2 separate regions of the Danio rerio genome follow, and region 1 is linked to region 2. Evidence: chromatin contacts called from public Micro-C data. All regions are on one chromosome and are shown on one strand. Each heading gives the region's core, a stretch centred on a gene start, on an enhancer-like site or on the middle of the called end of the contact. The rest is flanking DNA. Distances are from core to core; before and after follow the strand shown.

What was found. A called contact is a pair of places that touch in the nucleus more often than the background predicts.
Region 1: a Micro-C map of caudal fin shows a contact between it and region 2, with 12 times the contacts expected there. The contact joins the promoter of cpt1a2b here to the enhancer-like site in region 2. A contact is called at or near these places in 3 of 18 Hi-C or Micro-C datasets (caudal fin, hematopoietic stem cells and an unstated tissue) and 1 of 4 datasets of contacts at active chromatin or transcription factors (caudal fin).

The regions. Positions count from the first base shown.
Region 1 is chr3:31,100,319-31,103,610 of GRCz12tu, forward strand. It overlaps cpt1a2b (carnitine palmitoyltransferase 1A2b), which reads right to left and starts at 1,516. Exons shown (of 20, transcript XR_012401061.1): 1 at 1,444-1,516.
Region 2 is chr3:30,960,408-30,963,606 of GRCz12tu, forward strand. No RefSeq gene overlaps it. Among named protein-coding and RNA genes, the nearest start is that of syt5a, 14 kb to the left of the region's middle. Within about 2 kb of position 1,859, at least 3 of the 62 cell types and tissues checked have an H3K27ac peak or open chromatin away from gene starts, as enhancers often do.

The sequences.
Region 1 (3,292 bases), core at 266-2,765, 140 kb after region 2:
GGTTTACATATGTTAGCCACACCCATTTGCTTAGATATACATAATTTGACAATGAGCTATATGCGCAGCTAGTGTTTTTCAGCCAACAATGAACTTCCAGTGAAAGCTTTATGTATAAGGCTTCATTTATAAGGTTCCTTTTACAGCATCGATGCTGTGATGCAATTCAAATATAAGGAGTTAAATAGACTTAAGCATCCATTTTGTTGTTAAAGCGTAAAAAGAGACGAAAGACCACTTAAAAGTAGGCGGCATCATTAGCAGCAGTCTAGCGCAAAAACTATTAAAATGCTGGGGCAAAATATAATTTAATGCAGTGCTTCTTGTATGGTCTAATACCCACTTTATATCGTATCTGAGGCAGGCAGTGTTGCTGTTTTTTTTTTTTTTTCCAGAAATCAGATTTTAAACGCTGCTATTTTGTATGAGATGACAATTAACCGGAAGCCTGGGGCTGGCTTACTGAAATTAAAAGTCTGTGTGCAAATACCTCATTTAACTGGAAACAAACAGGAAGTGCATTTTCAGATTTTAATTAAAGATTAGATGAAAACTATTTTTTTCTTAGGGACATGCACAGATTAATTATTTACCTCAAAACTAGCAATGTGAGCTAACAAAGTTATGTGTTTAATTCAGATATATTGGGGAGTTTAAACAGTTTCCACTGCTGGAGGGTTGTGGAGGTATAAATAGTGTGTACTTAGGGTGAACTATCCCTTTAATTGTCAGATAGGGATCTAGCAGGAAACGTCAAAAATGTTAACGAGAAAGGTGTGAATGCTGTTAAACTGGTAAAACAGTAGTAGGCCCAACGATTTCCATGTCTAGAGCCCGCGCGCGCAATGGAGCGCTGCCGTCCACAGACTCATCTCAAGTGCTCTCAAAAGGAAGCACGAGACCACTCGGAGATGTCGTTGCAGTGACGTGTCGCCTGACGTAATCTTTAATTTAAGAGGAAACCCTGAAATCTCGGAAGAAAAAAGTAATTTTCGAAGGAACTCTGACAGCTCCCCTCGAACAAGTTTATGTTGTGCATGCCGATAATAGTTTATTTTGCACATGGAAAATACCTTATGTAGATAAACAGCATCACAAGAGAAAAATAAGTAGCCCAATAAGATACGCAAAAAGTTCCCAAGTTGCGTGCTAGTTTACGCTATTACACAGACAAAAAGTGTTATCAAATAAAGTTGCCCCAAATTTAATTTCTACCTTTAAATGTGTTCATTCAACGAATGGCTTCACTGAATAAGTAAGCAAGCAGAGAGGAATATTTCTGTTGGCTACATTAACCCACGCCTTCAGCTGTCGGGAATATTCCAGAAGGCTTTATGTCATACTTACACAACACATCACAATAGTCTAACCGGTTGCAGTTTTTTAAGTTCCTAAAATAGAAACAGAACTTCACCACAGAAGCATTACGTCTGTAAATCATACCTGTGAGTTTGTTGAATGAAAGTTCGGGAACAGCTTCTTCCGACTGATGTAAACTTTGCGATCTCCACACTTTGACTTGCAGCAACACATACCTGAGGTAAAATGTGTATAAACACTGCCTCTCATTTCAATACGCGATGACATCACGCGCCACTGATGTAGCCTATAGGCATCCAAGTCATTACTTCTGCTGGCAAAATTCAGTATTCACAAAAGCAAGTTCAATGATTGCAAGTCTATTATTTTGAGGTCAAAATTTTAGCTGTATAAAAAAACTATCTGTAATCTGAGAAATAAGAAAGCTGTTAAGTGTATTAATGTATACAAACATTTACATCTTTTTATTTAAAAATTGCCTATTTATTTAAGCACATTTTCCCCAAACAATGTTAGCCTATTTGGTTACATCTTTTGTTCTTACAAAGAAAATGGTATGAAAATTATATTGTATAAGTTAGACAGTTGCTAAATTTAAATACCTTGTTATCTTTTTAATGACTTTTTGATCAACAACTTCATTTTGTATAAGTGACTTTGATATAATTAAACAAAGTTATACTATTAAATGTATCAGAAATATTATAACAGGTGATACAGTTATACATCTTAAAATGGACCAGTGTATTTATAAATATGAAATGGAAATAATTGTTCTTGGGAACTATATTGTGAACATTTAAAATTCTCAAACTAAAGAGGTTATAATGAGATTTAACTTGGATACTAATTAATCTTCTGATTTTTGTTCTATGGAAAAGTACCCTATTGTCCATCTGTCTTGATATTGTACATAGGCTACACAAGGATTTTATAGGTGAATATGGAAAATTCTTTTAGGAAGAAAACAAATATGCAAATTCAAATCAAAATAAAATGATAAAATATCCATCTATTATGTTAATATACCAAACAATTTTATCTTCCTTGTAAAACATTTTATTTATTTATTTATTATTATTTTTTTTATTTTTTGTAAAGATTCACATAACAGTGGTCTAGGTCCAAGCCAAACTTTGTTTATTTTCTTTAAGAGGCTATTGGAGATTACTGCAGCAGTTTAGAGAATATTAATAATTTTAAAAAAGCCAAAGAAGCCTTGTAATTTGTTTCAGGAAAATATGATTTGTAATTTTTAAGTTTTGTATATAGTTGCATATATTGTATAATTTTGTATTTTCTTGGTTTGTTTTCAAAAATAAAAAGTCATATGTGTGATTGAAAATTTTAATATTTTTATTTTAATTTAGAAAAATAATCTTGCCCTACACTGAATAGAGTTGCCTTCTGTATTACTATCATTCTATTAGTACAATTACTCCTGCACTGAAAAAAAAGGGTTCATTGCAAATTGTTGCAAACCATTTATATAAGCTGAATTAAAACAAACAACTTAAGTACTAAATAGTGCTAATTTTAATATGTTTAAGTTTAAACCATATAAGAAACGCAGTTGCGCAGTAGGTAGTGTTGTCGCCTCAGAGCAAGAAGGTCGCTGATTCGAGTCTTGGCTGGGTCAATTGGCTTTTCTGTGTGGAGTTTGCATGTTCTCCCTGCATTCAAGTGGGTTTTCTCTGGGTGCTCCGGTTTCCTCCACAAGTCCAAAGACATACGGTACAGGTAAATTAGGTAGGCTAAATTGTCCATAATGTATGTGTTTGAATGAGTGTGTATGGATGTTTCCCAGAGATGGTTGCGCCTGGAAGGGTATACGCTGCAAAAAACATATGCTGGATAAGTTGGCGGTTCATTCCGCCGTGACCCCAGATTAAAGGGACTAAGCATGAAAAAAAATAAAAAGAATGAACCCAAATAAATCATGCACAATCACTTACCTTAAAAAAAATTATTT
Region 2 (3,199 bases), core at 609-3,108:
AAATTGGTTCTAAACAGATACATTTTCCTATAGGCTATGATGAAGTGTATATTTTTGTTCACACAGGTCCTATACAAAACTGTGTGGATGGATGATTTGTTTCTCCGTGAAAATCACTCATTTAATAAGCAAAACAGGCCAAAATGTTGTTTAGCTTGCGTCAAACTGGATGGACAATTTACAAACATATTGAATACAAAGGCTGGTTATTTTATGCAATGAGGGACCTATTACAAATTAAAGAAAATTATATGCATATTAAAACGAAAATATATAATACAACAACAGATCCTACCTCAGAAATGACTTTAGATAATGTAAATAAGCATCAAGTTTTTTTTTGAGATTGTGTGTCTAATTCAGTAGTGTAGTGCGTTCGCGTGGGTTTCCTCCGGGTGCTCCGGTTTTCCCCACAGTAAAAAGACATGTGGTACAGGTGAATTGGGTAGGCTAAATTGTCCATACTGTATAAGTGTGTGTGTATGTGTGGATGTTTCCCAGAGATGGGTTGTGGCTGGAAGGGCATCCGCTGCATAAAAACTTGCTAAATAAGTTGGCGGTTCATTCCGCTGTGGCGACCCCAGATTAATAAAGGGACCAAGCCGACAAGAAAATAAATGAATAATGTGCAATACTAATTTAAAATACGTATCACTAACCTTATATGTGAAATAGCAGGGCCCGCTGTAGCACTTTCTCAAGAAGAGCAAATGTCAAATTATTAGCGCAACGCACATGTAGCGAGCTCATCTGTTTGTCGGAACTACTAGACACAATTTTTTTATCAACTATAATGTGTTTAATTGGTTCATTTGAAATTTATTTCATTATTCCAGCAATAATTGTTGAGTGAAAGAATGCGCTAGAAATATGCATTGCGGCTCCCTTTATTGTACAGGCTTATTGCACTTAAACTTTTTTAGGTTCGGCTCTCGAATTAGTAAGGTTATGAGTAAATGTTATTTAAAATATTTAAAGCCTGCCATCTAGCCTACAATAACAGCAAATTTAATAATAAAAAAAATAATAAGACAGGCCTACTTTGGCGTTGCAATAAAATAGTATTAATTATCAAATAAATAATTACAATATATAATTAAAATAGGAAGAAATAAATGAAAACAAATGGTACCCTTTGTTTTTATAGCAGGGCCCAAAGTGTTCTTATTCTGGTTCTGGTAACAACTATTAAAAAGAAAAAAATCACACCAAACAATAAAAACACTAGTAACTGATAATAATAATAATAATAATAATAATAATAATTATTATTATTATTATTATTATTATTATTATTACAAGCCCTTGCTCTGAAACAATCATGCAAACCAGGTGCTGCTCGGAAATGGCTATCTTTGCTCTGCATCAGGTGCACAGCAGCAAGAAGCTTGGCAGTGAACTATGACCTTATTTTAATGACAAATGTCTAAAAATACTGCTGATTTACGTTTTTATTTAATTTATACATACGCAATGAATGTAAGCCTGCTAACTGTGTGTGGTTCAAATGATAGAATATGTAAACTTTGTTTATATATATAATTAAATAATAATAATTAAAAGCCTGCGTGTAAGGCTTTTATTTTGAGGGTGACGTCACGAGCGCAGATTTGGTTAACCAATTAGAGGAAAGTGGGTGTTTCAGCACCGCCTACATGTGTAAAATGAATTTTAAAGTCGTTTATCCGTTTTCCTACCCTAAACCAAAAAACGAAAATCCAGCCAAAATCTCGTTTTTTCGTTTTCTCGTGAGCAAAAGAAAAACGGAAAAACGGACGTTTTCTCCATTTCCTTTATTCCGTTTGAAAATGGAAAACAAATGAACAAAACGTACACGGACCATTTTCAACAGGCTTTTCCAGTGCTCTTTTCACAGACAGTTGGTATACAGTACGTTCTCATGCTCGTTCACACAGCGAGAAGGTATTTGATGAAAAATAGGCGTCTACTTACCAAAATGAGTATTGTGTGAAAGACAATGAACTCTGGGCCAGCAGATGGCGACTGCAGATCAAAACTTCAGAACTGATGTGAGTTTTTGTTTGGTGATGTCACCAGCCGCTTGCTGCAGTGCTTAGCGATAATTTATTATTTTTTATTTTTTTATTTTTATTTAGCCTTCAAATAACAACTTCCATTGTTAAACATATATAACATTGTATCCAGGCAGCATATAATAAACAAAACAGTACAAAATATAAATAATAATAACATAAATAATCCTTAAATAATACAAAAGAAAATACTTTCAATGGGGTCAGTCCATATAAGCTGACAAAAGTTTAGAGAGCTTTGAGGCACCTTTTGTTTTTACCTGTTTTATGGATTTATATAAAATGTTGGAAATAAATTTTAAATGCTTTGAAACAAGGACAAACTTTAACAAATCTACATTTGTAAATATAAAATTTTGCTACAATCAACATATTATTACACAGAAGTTTAATTTCTTTGTTTTTATAAAAATGCCAAATTTTGCTAATCAATAACATCCTTCTCACTAGCAGTGCACAGTAGATTTTATTAGTATAATTTATTTAATTAAGTTTTATTTCATTAAAATTCAATAAATTAGTTTTAAATAAACACCAAAAACTTCCAGAAATGTATTATTTCCTTGGTTAATAGGCCTGTGTAAATAATTTACAATAAATAAAATTAATAAAATCTGCACCCTGATGAAGGGTGTTTTGGCTGTTTTTTGTTTATTTTATTTTGTTTTGTTTTATTTTATTGATTTTATTAACAATTACATTTGAATTGTTATTCAGTCTATGAAACGGCTGCCTTTCCACACAACAATTTTCAAAATTAAGTACAACTTAAAAAAAAACAAACAAAAAAAAACTACTATTTGAAAGATCTTAACCCTCCAAAAAAGCTTTTTTCCTACCTCTGGCACAAAATCCTTATTAATTATATTGTTTTTCTTTAAGCAAGAGAGTCTCGCTTGTACCACATTGTTACCTGATAATAAGTATGACATTACAGTAGTAAAATAACAAATAGCTTTTTAAATTCAAATGTTTTTCAAATAAAATGTCCTCTTTTATGCAGCTATCAATAGAAAGTCTGTATTATGAGATTTTTAACTTTGAAAAATAAATGTGACATGTAAATTGTTTGCACTGAAAATTTTAATTCAAATTTAAAAAAATACAAATGAACTTAAATTTTTAATTTAGTCCACACAACAAGA